Regions from separate parts of the Mus musculus genome. Here regions 1 and 3 are each linked to region 2. Evidence: chromatin contacts called from public Hi-C and HiChIP or PLAC-seq data. All regions are on one chromosome and are shown on one strand. The core of a region is the stretch at or near the end of the contact, and the rest is flanking DNA. Distances in the headings are between cores, read along the strand shown.

Region 1 (2,700 bases), core at 110-2,609, 470 kb after region 2:
TGGTATGGTTTTGGAATGGATTGACACTATTTTGGACTGTGCATTACATTAGTTTGACTGTCTTTGGTTTCAGACATGCCATGTACTCTGTGTGTGTGTGTGTGTGTGTGTGTGAGAGAGAGAGAGAGAGGGAGAGAGAGAGAGAGAGAGAGAGAGAGAGAGAGAGAGAGAGAGAGAGAGAGAGATTTATAGATGCACAGATGTACATGGTCACATGTATGTAGGCCCAAGTTGACCAAGTTCATTTTCCACTTTACTGAAACCTGGAACTCACCAATCCCAGCTAGGTAAGCCAGTCAGCTTGCCTATCCCTGCCAGCTTGCTGTCCAGCTTCTATGCGGGTTCTGGGGAGTCCAAACTCTGGTCCCCATACTTTTATGGCAAGTGTTTCATCCACTAAGCCACCTCCCCAGAACCCAGACACTTCGGTGTAGATTTACGATTGAGTTACTCTCCTTTACAGCTCGAACATCGTGGATTTAGAAGATTGGCCTCCTCGCTGAGGGCAAGGTTGTGTGGTTAGCACTAGCGGGCTCCTGTTAGGCTGAACGTGGTTTTCAAGTGTACTCACCAAGGTGTAACTGTTGTTCAGCCATTACATTCTTCCACATCTCTCCATTTTATGTACAAACATGTCTCTGTCCCCATGAGACATGTTTCTCACAGCTCATTAACTCAGTCTGTGAGTAGGCTTTGTTACCCAGTCTGGAAAGATGAGACCATGCTCTATATTTGGAAAATGTTGAAATTAAAGGAGAGACATCTTTTTTTTTCTCTTCAGAAATGTCTTAAAATGCCCATAGCTTTATTGCCAAAAAGGAAAGAAAAAATGTAAGCTCTGTTTTGATTTCATTGGGCTAACTACCACATAACTGGCACACATGGAGAAACTCCATTTGGACATTTTTTAGCAGAAGCAGCTGCAGTGCCATCCGTTACAATGTATTTTCAGAATATTGGGTGTGTTTAAACCATGGAAAGTAGTGGCATAAATTTTAATTGAAGCATAAAAATAATTTTCGGTGTCTGTACTGCTTTTACTATGTGATGAGCTTGCCATAAAGCCAGCTATCTGTGTGGCTTCAGGTAACACGGTAAATAATACCGTTGTTTGCACATTCTTATTTATTTCCTTGAAGGGTAGACTAACACTCTCAATTTGAGTGTTTCAAGATCTATAGCAAAATTCAAATTGATATTTCCATCCTTTAGTAGAAAGAATTACTGAAAAACAGAAATCCTAAACTGCCCGGAAGACCAGGTGACACAGTCTTTAAGCCATGCAATCCCTAGCCCTAATCAGGGCTGCGCATTCAGTTAAGGGTGATTGACAGGAGCACCCAGCTGAGCGGTGAGTCACAGGAGAAGTGAGAGAACGCAGCCAGAGGGTGTGGGGAATGGAGGTCAGGGAGGCAGGGACTCTTGACCAGCATGCATGGCATATGGGCCCAGAGGAGCAGGGAGCATGGCCAGACTGCACAGGACCAAAACCGAGTCCTGGACTCGGCTTCAGTCTGTAGTCTAGGAACCCAGTAAAAGAGGAGCTGGGCCTGGCTGCTTGTCTGAATCCTGATGAGTCACTGACTTGAACCTCTGGCTGGGCCTTGTCAAGTGTGGAGAGAAACAGCTGGCTTGCCACCCTCAGGGTGCCTAGACATCTCTGGGAGAGGACATTGCTTTTGCTCTGTGTAGTCCAAGGTCACCCCAAGCATTGGAATTCTCTGGCGGCCCTCACTGCATCTTCTGTGCCTCTGTCCCATACTGTGGTCGGGTTTGCCACTGAGCCTTGCCCATTTTGTCAGTTTCTCCCTGCCCGAATCTGTCTGTGACAAGCAAGGGGCTATGATGCTAAGCTTAATGAATTAATGTTTTCTAATACAAGCAATATTGGGCATTTCCTGTGGATCAAGCAGCTATACAGGTAGAGGGATGAAAATTAAACTCTAATCCCCATGTAGACACCTAGCCCCAGTTGTATTTGGCCTTCTTTACACTTGTCACACATAAACACCATTAGCCCATCACCATAAAGGTTTCCTTCTGTCTCCTTCAAGTAACTTTATCCCCCATCAACCTCTCCATCCTGTGTTAGCAACTTCCCTGCCTAAACTCCATGTCAAGCTCATATCCGAGTAGCCACCAGCACTGGCTGGGCTTGTGTGGCACCATCAGATCAACAGAATTCCCAGTGGAATTCTGGGTCTCGCCGGAAACATTTTCATTTGCTTATGGTTGTCAGCTATCAGCACGATAAATCAACCCTAGAAAATAAGGCACTGGGTGTACTTTTTAAATCAGCAGACATAATTGACTGGGGTTGGGCTAGCAGTAGCGAATAGTGAGGAAGTGTGGGAGAAGCCCTCAGCACTGGCCGTGCTCAGTCTGCTCTCCCAGGGGCTCTGAGGCATGAACAGGCACACAGTGCTCCACCTTGAGGCAGCAGCTCAGCCTTCCTCCCTTAGCTCTAGGCTGCAGGCTACCTCAGGGGAGTAACACCACCTCACAGGCTTTCTGGACTGGGTGATCTCTCACAGGAAGTCCTCAGTAGGAGAGTTAGCCTGTGAGTTACCATTCGTCAGTATTACATTGTCTATACTCTTCAAAAGGGGAGAGGTGGCAGTTGGGGGATGGGTGCTCAGATATGTGAGGGCCGTCAGCCGAGGTGACTTCAGACTTGAAGGATGACTGCTAGTTGCCCTT
Region 2 (2,700 bases), core at 132-2,631:
TGAGCATGGACTTCAGTATCCAGAGTGAAGTTTTATCTGAGTTCTTCCTCAAGACTTCTGTCCTATACCTTTCAGCTTTAAGAGAAGATGACTCATTCATCAGGCTAGGAAGCAGGCCCCCAGAGCTCTGCATGGGGCTTTAATATCAGTATCTTCACAGTAAGATTGTATGGGATAGAGAATCCAGCAGCAGACAACCATAATGATACCTAGCTACAACCTTTCGTCCAGTGCTTACCCAGTGCTGGTTTGGTAGCCTCACTTCTCCTTCATCTGCACACTGGAAGGCGTGCTCTCAGTCTTCACAGGGCATCGTGTCAACAAGATCCAAATCCCTTTGGGCGGGCGAGCTTTGTGTTTTTCCATCCTAATATGCTAAATGGTGACTCAGTCCCCCGGGGATCTCAAATCCCTGCCGTGAATTAGTGTATTAGACAATTATGGCCATAACTTTCCATTCTAATCACTCTGGATGCGTTCCTTTGCTCTAATGTGACTGCCAAGTTCCTGCAAGATCCTTCACAGATGAGTTCCAGGCAGCTGAGTATTTTTGTCAACAGGCAGAAATAAAAATCGGAACTTGGAGCCTACCTACCGGGTTAGGGGACCGCCAAGAGTGAGACATCTCATGACACTGCCCCTCCTTAGCTAGTTGGTTAGCCATCTACTGACCTCTGGCTGTGGAGACATCTCATAGTGAAAAGCCATGGGGTTACTAGAGGCATATATTTTGGATCCCTTTCAATTGGCTTGTGAACAACCATGACATAACCTAAGATTTTATGAGCTCATGAATCTTGAAAACCCAATGCATGCTTTTGGAGTTTAGAAAATGTCCCTAAGTTCTTCTGCAGATGTTATAGTGAAAACATGAAGAAGAGCCATCTGTAACAAAGGTCTGGAGTCTGCACTCCAGGTCTCTGCAAGTGTATGAAAGAAGTGGCTTTATTTGAGGAAGGAAGAGTCCATGACTTTAGTCTCCTTAGGCTTGGTTGGAACAGGTCTTCAATGTTCAGAGAAAGATGGAAAAGGTCTTTGATCAGAGCAAGTGACCCACAGTACCCAATTCACCTGAAAAACAAATCTCAAGCAGTCAGTTTGGCCATCAGAGGAGTTCTGTGGGAACCAGGCCCTCTGAAGAGAGCTTGGGGCATCTCCTGAAGCAATTGCCTCTGAGAAGAACTTACTAGAACAGCAGGAAGTAAATGGGGTGAAATCCCAGCATGTCTGAGATTTAAACCCCAGTTTCTACATGGAAAAGCTTCTCAGAAGCAGGCTGAGCTCTAAGGCCCCACTGCCCAAGCCCTGGGTCTCTTTCTTCATCCTCTGCTAACTCTAATGCCAATCTCTTCTCTGGGTTGTTTGGCTACCTACCCTTGTCTGGTCTCTAAAGGATACAGAATAGATTTAGAGCCTTGTGGACAGAACAGTCCCCATGCAGGGGCTTCTAGAATCAAAAGACTCTTAGGTTCCAGAGTCTAGATTCTTCTGGAAGAAGAATCCCCTTCCTCCATCTGGAGTACCACTTCTTTGCACAATGGATGAACATAAGAAAGCCACATCTTTATTTCTAGGGACAACCAAGGCTATAGCACACTGATGCAATGGAATCGAAGACTTTTTATTAAAGGGTTCTTTGGGGACCACAGACTTGTAAACAGAGACATGTCTTCAACATTTTCTTGGTCGTATCTTTGGTGCCAGGGTGTCTGCCTGCTGTTTTGTCGGGAGCTGCGTCCAGAATTAACTACAGATTACTCAGCCGGGTCTGGTTTCTCTGTCTTGGTAGACAGCAGGACTATGGGTTGATGGTCCCCACAGGCCTTCTAAATGCAGACACAGCATCTCCTCAGCCCCTGTCTCCAGCTTTGCTCTACTCTGTATGCACTTTTAATAGCTGGGCCAGGCCATTCCTTCAGAGGAGCTTGGGTAAGTCCCAGAAAGCAAGGAACAAAACAGCATTTTTTAAGTCTCCCAATTTTGATGTTTTCCTAGTGTGTATGTTCTCTTTTCTCCCTGACTTCTTTCCAGTATTTCTATTCTTTTCAGGTGGGTTAATGACGAAGGGCTCTGTTAGGCTGTCAAGGCGCCCAGGAGAGGATGCTCACAGGAATACTAAGGATCAGTGCTGAGAAGGGAAAGTTCTTCACAAAGGATGCTTGAGACATTTCTGTCCGCGAGCTGCTTCTCTGTAGATTCCTCCAACTCTCGGGCATCTCCTGGAACAGTGGTTGTTAAACAAGTTAAGAATCTTTAGGCTGGTCTGTGATGGTTCACACCTCTGATCCCAGCACTCCGGAGGCAGGGGGAGGTGGGTTTCTGAGTTTAAGGCCAGCCCGGTCTACAGAAAGAGTTCCAGGAAAGCCAGAGCGACAACAGAGACCTCATCTCAAAAACAAACAAAAACAAGTAAAATAAGAATCTGACCTCCTCAGGTGGAAGGACCACAGCGCTGTTCAACAGAGAAATTAGAGGAATGGGGGCGGTGCCTGCCCTGCATCCTTTTGACCTTTTCCCTTACCTTTCTTCTCTTGGGATTGCTCTGTATGTCCTGCCACAGCATCTGACATCTGGAGGACAGAGAAAAGCTATGGCAATAGCTGGCAATGTGGAAGCCGTTGTCCAGATCATGATGCTGTTAAAGACTGGGTAAAGATCTCTGGTTTCACAAAAGCATTCGGGGGTGTCACCAACGCCATT
Region 3 (2,700 bases), core at 53-2,552, 420 kb after region 2:
AATATTTGAATAATGTTTAGACTAAGATTAAGTCTCATTAATATGACTGCATGCCCTGGGCTGCTCTTTAATCTGTGTCTTTACCCTCTTTCCATTGCTATGAGAGAGTATGTAAGTAAGGCTGGGTGCCTTCTGAAGAGATTTGCTTGTCTCAACTCTGCTGGCAGCTTACACCTGTATCCTGGCTATCACAGCTTGGTGGAAATGCAGGTGGGAGCAAGTCAAGTGCTGCCGGGGCGTGTACTAGCCCGGAAATGGAGCAGATATCCCGGAGCTATTTGTTCCCATTGCTGGTTCTCATAGGAACTTACCCAGTGTCCCTACCTCACCTTCTCTCTGAGATCAGTACTCATCCATTCTGAGGGTGGCGCCCTGTGGCCTCCCTCTTACAGATGCACCACCATTCAGCATAGCTAGATCAGGAACCATGCTGCCAGCACATAAGCCTTGGGGACCAGCCACACCCACACTGCAGCGGTGTATATGAGTTGGTCCAGCTGTAGCAGTTGATGAAGCACTCTGAGCATCAACAGTGACTGTGGGAGTCGGTAAAGCTGATATAATCTTCAGTGTTCGCTCTGTAGCTTGAGCTGATCCGCAGAGTTCATCGAGGTCCACTTTTGAAGTGTGTGTCTTGGTGGCACTGGGAAGTGTAGCGGCTCTGCTTCAGGAGAGGTACCAGCTCCTCCGCGTCTACAGACTGTTCACCGGTGCTGCTTTGGAGTTCTTTGGCTTTACATGGTCTTGATTTTGGTTTCCTTTATAGTCATTTTGTTATAATCCTTCAGTTCATAGTTTGTTTGGTTTGGTTTGGTAAGACAGGGTATGATGTGTAGTTTAGGCTAGCCCCAAACTCACTGTCCCCCTGCCTCGGCCTCGTGACTTTATGTATGAGTCACCACACTCTACTCTCTGTTTGGTAGTTTGACGTTCAATAATTAATGAATGAAATTATTATAGATGATTTAGTTAATTCAGTGAAGTATGTTCAGGCAACAGTGTTTTGATAAGGCTTTTCCGTTAGGCGCTGTAAGTTTGTATATCTTACCTATAAGAGAAGAAAATAATGAAGTAATGAACCACAGAGCTGGATGTATCTTGATCCTCTACTGGGTACAAACTCGTAAAACAAATCACGTCATTTCTAGAACGAGAAGCTACTTATCTTGTGCCTGGTAAAAACGCAGGCACGAGTAAGCTTCTATATGGTTAAAGCAGCGGCTTGCAAAAGCTCCTTATTAATGAGTGTTGTCTGAGACCACGCCGTGCAGTTCACATGATTTTCTGACAGAGTACCAGGACTTCCAGTATAGTTCTTGTAGGAAACGATCATGTCAGCTTAAATTTATGGTTCCAATCATTACACAACACATTTACTGAGATGAAAAAAAAAACCACTTTGGAAAACTTACAAAACCAAAGCAGTAAAATTTGAGTCATCAAGAGTGAAGCTCCACCCATTTCACATAGAGGTCCAGTGATTTACTTAAGATGCAATTCGGAGGACTTTGAAGATGGTGTGATGGCTTTTGTTGATTTCGTGCAGCTGGAAGGAGTGACATCTGAAAAATATTAAGCTTTACTGTGGTTCTGAAGAAGAATTCATGAAAAATAGTTTCCAGGAGCCATACTTACAGGAAAACCTTACGGATTTTGCACAGATGATGTAAGGAGCTAGGGAGAAGGAGCTCTCGTTGGATGCTGTCTCCCTGGTGTTTTGCTGTGCCTGGATGATTTGGAAGATAAGCTAAGGAAACCTTGTAATATTTTATATTGAAGAATTTGTTACTTCACATCAGATACACACTAGAGTTTAATAGCATTCCGAAGAACCCGGAATATTGAGTAATTGAGCCTCCTGGGCAGCCTGTTGCAACTTGTATCGACTTAGCTCTGATGTCTTACAAAGGATTGAAGATTCACTTGTGCAGAGACTGGGAGGTAGCAGTTGGCCAGTTAGAGTTTTTAAAGGGTTTGGCTTTGGTGGGTAACAATGTAACTGACATTATGTGAAGTTTTTCTTTATTTTTAAGAATAAGAAACTGTAATGCCAACAAGGCCAGAGTTAGTTGACAGGTAATTGATGGTAAAACACATGTAAAACCAAATAAAGGTGAGTGTGGTAGTGAGTCAGAATGTGTTAGAACCAAACCTGAAAAGAAACAAAAGCAAGAATTCCAGGAGAAAAGTATTATCCAACAGCTTATATGACCATGGACATTCTATAGACTACAAATATGACTAATGCATTATTAACTTCAAACAGTATCTTTAAAATTTATTGATCCCTACGATTCGACCAGTTGTTTACGGAATACTGTAGAGTGAAAGTAGAAATCACACCTAATAAGTAATTCTCATGGCTTAGCTGATGGTAGTAATAGTAGGTGTGTGAAGTCTAATTGTGGTTAGAGCGAGAACAGGGGCATTGAGTGTGGATTGAGCAGAGGGGCTAGGAGCTGCTCCTCCAGCACAGGCAGGGTCCTTGTGTGTGCACACTCTTTTGCCTGCCCCCTTCAACTAACTGGAGCAGAGGAAGAACTTGGCGTCTTTAGTCAAATCCTAGTTCAGACATTGAGCCACGTGTGCCAATACGTCAAAGAAAGGATCATGCTAACAATTTCTAAGAACTAACAGATGGCTTGGAAATTAGTGGGATGACTCGACAGATGATTGATGCCATTGCCTGCCACACTTGAA

What was found. HiChIP or PLAC-seq counts read pairs in DNA pulled down with a chosen protein or histone mark. A called contact is a pair of places that touch in the nucleus more often than the background predicts.
Region 1: an SMC1A HiChIP or PLAC-seq map of the NIH/3T3 cell line shows a contact between it and region 2, with 12 times the contacts expected there. The contact joins the enhancer-like site here to the promoter of 4930538L07Rik in region 2. A contact is called at or near these places in 1 of 39 promoter capture datasets (embryonic stem cells), 1 of 15 datasets of contacts at CTCF or cohesin (the NIH/3T3 cell line), 2 of 484 Hi-C or Micro-C datasets (cortical neurons and embryonic fibroblasts), 4 of 115 datasets of contacts at active chromatin or transcription factors (the NIH/3T3 cell line, astrocytes, embryonic fibroblasts and 1 more) and 1 of 9 other capture datasets (embryonic stem cells).
Region 3: a Hi-C map of uterus shows a contact between it and region 2, with 3 times the contacts expected there. The contact joins the enhancer-like site here to the promoter of 4930538L07Rik in region 2. A contact is called at or near these places in 2 of 15 datasets of contacts at CTCF or cohesin (embryonic stem cells and stem cell-derived epiblast-like cells), 28 of 484 Hi-C or Micro-C datasets (the AML12 cell line, adipose-derived mesenchymal stem cells, bone marrow-derived macrophages and 11 more), 6 of 115 datasets of contacts at active chromatin or transcription factors (the NIH/3T3 cell line, astrocytes, cardiomyocytes and 3 more) and 2 of 9 other capture datasets (adipose tissue and embryonic stem cells).

What each region holds. Positions count from the first base shown.
Region 1 is chr14:48,223,597-48,226,296 of GRCm38.p6, forward strand. All of the region lies in intron 2 of Peli2 (pellino 2), which reads left to right. It also overlaps the pseudogene Gm6498. Among named protein-coding and RNA genes, the nearest start is that of Gm52144, 19 kb to the left of the region's middle. Within about 2 kb of position 1,360, at least 75 of the 459 cell types and tissues checked have an H3K27ac peak or open chromatin away from gene starts, as enhancers often do. A contact at or near this core is called in the NIH/3T3 cell line, embryonic fibroblasts and fibro-adipogenic progenitors, where this site is marked.
Region 2 is chr14:47,756,117-47,758,816 of GRCm38.p6, forward strand. It overlaps 4930538L07Rik (RIKEN cDNA 4930538L07 gene), which reads right to left and starts at 1,382. Exons shown (of 2, transcript NR_166788.1): 1 at 1,188-1,382; 2 at 928-1,071.
Region 3 is chr14:48,172,694-48,175,393 of GRCm38.p6, forward strand. The region is part of intron 2 of Peli2 (pellino 2); the gene reads left to right. Among named protein-coding and RNA genes, the nearest start is that of Gm52144, 32 kb to the right of the region's middle. Within about 2 kb of position 1,303, at least 30 of the 459 cell types and tissues checked have an H3K27ac peak or open chromatin away from gene starts, as enhancers often do. A contact at or near this core is called in cerebral cortex, neural progenitor cells and uterus, where this site is marked.